Linked DNA regions of Ovis aries: region 1 is linked to region 2. Evidence: chromatin contacts called from public Hi-C data. All regions are on one chromosome and are shown on one strand. Each heading gives the region's core, a stretch centred on a gene start, on an enhancer-like site or on the middle of the called end of the contact. The rest is flanking DNA. Distances are from core to core; before and after follow the strand shown.

Region 1 (2,700 bases), core at 164-2,663, 53 kb after region 2:
GCAAGAAGTGACGAACCCAGGACCCCTCCAGTTGAGAATATTGGAGTGGGTTGCCATTTCCTCTTCCAGGGCATCTTTCTGACACAGGGATCGGGCCCAAGCTTCTTACTTCTCCTGCATTAGCAGGCGGGTTGTTTACCACTAGTGCCACCTGGGAAGCCCTTCAAATATGCAGTAAAATGTTATTAACTATAATCACCATTCGGTACATAACATCCCATAACCTATTTATTCCTGTTCAATTTTGTTTCATCAGCACACTGCCTCTTCTAGGGTTTAATAAATATTTGTTGAATAATAAAAGTTCTGTGCTAGGCTGGATCATATTTGAGGCTTAAGTGATTATCCAGAAAATAGATTTTTACCACCTTTATGCAGGAACAAGGGACTTCCTCCTCTGAACTAAAACTGACTGATAGATTGTTAACCTTCCCCATATTTTATTTTTATTTTTTATTTTTTAAATCTGCATGCTATTTTATTTCCACTAGAAAAATATTACCTACATAAAATTTGGTCCAGTTTCTTCTCCTTTATCTCTGCCATTCAAATTTAAATGCTTTAGTTTTATTCAAGCAAAAATCACATATCTGACATAATAAAATACTTCCCATCATTAAATTAATAGGGTTTAGTTGAATTAGGTGCTTCTTCTTACTTTTCAGGCATAGTAGCTCATCTTTCCTACATGTTATTTCCTTCTACTTTTATCCTGCTGAGTTAACTCAGTAAGGCATGTCTGTTTTCCCACATCCAGCAGTACAAGTGTTACAGAAGTATAATTTGTAATATTAGTAACTAGATTCATCATTAACCTTCAATTCATATCGTTTCCCTTATTATATGGTATTTCCATAATATTTTCAGATATTTCAACCTTATACTTTCCAACAAGGATTAAGCCATTAGTTTAAAAATACTATTAAATTTCCAGACTAAATAACACTTGGCCCACTTAGAGTGATGCTGTCGTGAGAGGTCCTTGCACAGCTATTGCTTCGATCTCAACACGGTTTCCTTTGGGCAAAGCAGCAACCTGGTAAGCAGCTCTCGCCGGAAAACTACTCTGGAAATATTGTTTGTAGACATCATTGACAGCACTGAAGTCATTTATGTCAGCCAGCAAAACCGTTGCTTTTACCACATTCGTGAAGTCACAGCCTGCTGCTTTCAGAATTTCACCTATGTTTGTAAGAGACTGTTTAGCCTCTTCTGTCGCCCCTCCTGGCACAAGCTGTCCACTTGCAGGGTCCATGCCTAGCTGTCCTGAAATGTAAATGGTCCTGTCGACTAACACAGCCTGACTGTAGCGACCAATGGCCACGGGGGCTTTCGCGGTGCTGATTATCCTTCTGACCAAAGACGACATGGCTAACCCTTTTCCTTTGCTGCCCTTCGGAAACAACTACACAGCACACGGTTCTTGCTCGCGCTTCGCCTCCCTTCCCCATACTTTAAACTTCATGTGTTCAAAAGATGTAGTCAAAAAATGCCCTGACTGAATAAGAGAGCTATCATGTGCATGCTAAGTCACTTCAGTCATGTCCGACTCTACAACATTATGAACTGTAGCCCGCCAGCCTCCGCTATTGTAGGTAGAATTACAAGCAGGCTAAGATTTCCCCTCCTAAACCTTGCTTTTTCTCTTCTTTCACCATCCTATACCCGCTGGCATCTGGGTTTCAAATATTTTGGGAAAGGCTGAATACCAGGGTAAACAGTGGGAAAAGAATCCAGATTTGGGCTACGGAAGCGTCATCATAAATGAATGTTTTAAGGACAACCATTAAATTTCAAATTTAATTATTTCTCTGAATTGTATACTGTTTACAAACTATTTCACTACTTTCTACTATTTATCACATTTCCTTTGAACAGTAAAAATAAAAAACTATTTCCCACACACATTTCACAATGGTCCATTGAACACAAATTATATTACAACATTCTCCATGTGCAAAAGTCTTTTAGTTCCTGTGGGAGAGAAATAAATTTTTAAAGAGATTGCTTGGCTTGTATCACTAGAGCAGAGGTTTAAGCTAGCTGCCCCAGGGCTAAATGAAGCCCAAAGTTGAAACAGGGATGGGTTTCAATGTTGGTTGGTTGGTTTTTTTTTTTTTAATTAGTTGCCAGCATCTAAAAATTGTGACATCTGGTATAAAAATTTAGAAATCTAGGGGCTCTTGAAAAAAAAAATCTTTAAACCCAGGACAATGGGTTGCTGTGTTAACACAAGCCAACAACCAAGTGAGCCTGAGTGGCACTGCCCTCTTGGAGGGGCCCTGGGTTCCTCAACTTCTCACCATCCCATTATGACTTGCTTTCCTCACTGGCATTATCTGCATGACTGCCTGTAGATACCTGAGTTCTATTCTTTTCTTTAATGGAAAAAAAATGCAAGAAGGATGTCCTGGGGCAATATCAATGATACATAATATTAATCATCAGGAAAGAGGCTGAAGAATCCCATGGACAGAGGAACCTGGTGGGTCGCAAAATGGACACAACACGGGAATCAAAGGGTAGCCCAGTTAGTCACCCAGCCTTCTGTTTGGCAGTTTAGAAGTTCGCCATGTGATTTGTTTGCCTTGGTAATACAGCCCTTGAACGTGAAAACATCCACGTAAATGACAGGGCCTGGCTATCCTTGTGAATGACTTCCCTGTAATTGATGCTCCAACTGAGAGGAGTGTGGCAGGA
Region 2 (2,700 bases), core at 89-2,588:
ATAAATGAGAAATAGCTAGAAAACTACTCTCAATATTTTTCTCAGTGTATCCATAGCATTTTTTTTTAAAGAGAGGTTTTCTTGGGATAATTGAAGATCACAATGCTCCTTCAAAGTGACTATAAAAGGGCTAAAATTAGTTGTTGTTTTTTTTAATTCCCAAAATGAAGTCCTTGTGCTTTTGCCAGACCATCAGGCTTTGACTGTGACAGACAGCCCTCCAGATCAGGTATTTGACTCAGAATCAGAGAAGCATTTGCACACATTTTTGGAATGTATTCAGTTCAGGGTACACCACACACCAGGGCCTGCTTTTACTCTGGGACTGTCTAACATCATCAGGGAAAGCGTTCTTTTTGTTTTGTTTTAACTTTAATAATATATTTTATTTAGCATAACATATATAAAATACTGTCATTTCAACATAAAAGTTACTGAGCTAAGTTTCACCCTTTAGGAAAAGCATTCTTGACAAAGATGCAAAGTGTTATTTTCACATAATATTCCAAGGTGATCGGTAATGACATGTGTAAAGGGTGAGAGATGATTCATGGCCGCCCACTCAGCTCCCAGGGAAGTTTCCGAAGCTGAGGTTGAATCATTCCACAAGGCGGTTGGCACGAGAGCCTTGGAAAGCCGTTCTGATTGCAAAAGCAGGCCTCTCACTTTCCTGAGGATGGTGATGGATGTCTCCCCTAGAGGACCTTGGTTTACTGGAAAAATATGACATTTGATAAATATTTTGAACCCAGATATATTTTCTTACTAGGAGAATAAGCATACATTTCTCTGTGAGGAGCAAATGCAGATTTGGAGGTACCCTTATTCTGGGACCACATAGTTGCCACTCTCTTTTATCAGCCTTTTAATGAATTACTATATTTAGCACCCATTCAAGCCTGCACCCAGAAAAGTGCAGATAAGCATAGTTCTATGAAACTCTGTATCAAGCATGCTTGTGAACTTGGGAAAGGACCACAGATATTCCCTATAAATAACCCCAAAAGATACTCATTTCCTTCGAAGACTTATTTAAAATGAATTTCTGGTTGAAATCCAATGACTCCTGGCAGATTTCCATCTCCCAGGGAGCACCATGGTAATTACAACTTGTTGGCATTCTTTTCAGCAATTTCAGAAGGAATACCAAACCAAGAATTAAGCACTGAAAGAGGTTGAATCATCCTTTCACCCTTGAATGTACTCATTTCCTTTGGTTCTGGCCAAAGTTTTTTGGAAGATATTCTTGTGAACTTCCGTTACTGTTGTAAGCAGTGGAAAAACAGAAGGCAACCTCCAGGATTGGGTTGCTGCAGCAGAAAAGAAAAAAAAAAAATGCCTCTGACCCACTGCATTAGTAGGAAGCAGTGGGAAAGATTAGGGGATTTCAGCCATAACTGCTGTGATGCAGATGTAACACTCGACTATCAGCAAGTATGGTGAATTCTATTCTCTTTTAATTTTGAAAATAACATTTTTAAAGAGTCCCCCGCCCCCCGTGTATTTGTTTTATCATCCGCAGCGTTGGATGGGCCTCCTCCCTCCTAATTTAAAAAAGATAGCTGAAGAAATGTTTGAGGGAGTTCTCTGGTGGTCTGATGGTTAGGATTTGGTGCTTTCATTGCCATGGCCTGGGTTCAGTCCCTGGACAATGAACTGAGATCCCACAAACACATCCCCCCAGAAAGAAGTATTGGTGATATTCTTATTTGACATGACATTGTCCCTGATAGTCTTGAAGTCTTGTCCCTCCTCATAAGGGAGGAAGGATATGTTGAAAAGTCGAAGTAACACTACATGGGACTAACGTAGGAGTGGTCCCATGGAAGCTGGAATTCCGTAGTTAAATGATGAAAGTCAGTAAGTGTAAATGCACTCTGAGCCCAGGAGGTCTCTCCATTCAGAAGACCTGAAGAGAGAAAGCTCAGGCTGGGTTGGATCAGAACAGACCGAGAGGAGGAAGTTGCTGGTGAGCAAGGGGATAAGGCAGGAAAGAGCAGAGTCCATAAGCAGAGGACGTTTACTGAGAAGGTGATTGTATTACTTTGCTCTGGCCTGTCCTCTGTGTCTCTTCCTCTTCTTCTAAGGACACCAGTCATATTGGATTAGGGCCCATGCCTGATGGCCTCATTTTAACTCGGTCACCCCTTTAAAGACCTTATCTCCAGCATTTTTAGGTGCTAGGGATCAAGGCTTCACCTGTAACACTAACAAAGCTTAAACACTTCAGAGACCCTGACGTAGGTGGGGCCCCTGTGAGTGCCAGGAGTTGTCCTGTTCAAGCTGGGGAGGGGAAGCCAGGTTGGAGTCAAGAAACACTTCTATGTAAGTATTTCTGGTGAGTTGCCAAGAGAGATGTCAAAAGAGTGGGATGGGGGTGGCCCTGAATGTTCAAATCTCCAGTGATTCCTTGTGATGCCTTTTTCATTCTAAATTAACGTTGACTGTCATATATAATTTTGTATTATTAATGTCATCTTTTTGTAAAAGATGGCTATATCATCTATAGTTGCAAAGCAGTAGGTTCCACAAATGGACCCACTCTTTGAAGTAATACACACCAGATTTAAGACTTATTGTGAGAAAAAGAATGTAAACAATCTCATTAATAATCTCTATATTGATCACTTGTTGAAATGATGCTTTGGATATACTGGGTAAAATAAACTATATGTAGTGCAGCAGCAGCAGTATTAAGAT

The links. A called contact is a pair of places that touch in the nucleus more often than the background predicts.
Region 1: a contact with region 2 is called in a Hi-C map of tail adipose tissue, with 2.1 times the contacts expected there. The contact joins the promoter of LOC114111007 here to the enhancer-like site in region 2. A contact is called at or near these places in 2 of 16 Hi-C or Micro-C datasets (muscle and tail adipose tissue).

The regions. Positions count from the first base shown.
Region 1 is chr26:23,034,045-23,036,744 of ARS-UI_Ramb_v3.0, forward strand. LOC114111007 (2-iminobutanoate/2-iminopropanoate deaminase-like) reads right to left here and starts at 1,414. Exons shown (of 1, transcript XM_027962607.3): 1 at 849-1,414. The coding sequence starts at 1,369. The coding sequence ends at 956. The region is part of intron 5 of DLC1 (DLC1 Rho GTPase activating protein); the gene reads left to right.
Region 2 is chr26:22,980,638-22,983,337 of ARS-UI_Ramb_v3.0, forward strand. All of the region lies in intron 5 of DLC1 (DLC1 Rho GTPase activating protein), which reads left to right. Among named protein-coding and RNA genes, the nearest start is that of TRMT9B, 240 kb to the right of the region's middle. Within about 2 kb of position 1,339, at least 11 of the 54 cell types and tissues checked have an H3K27ac peak or open chromatin away from gene starts, as enhancers often do. A contact at or near this core is called in tail adipose tissue, where this site is marked.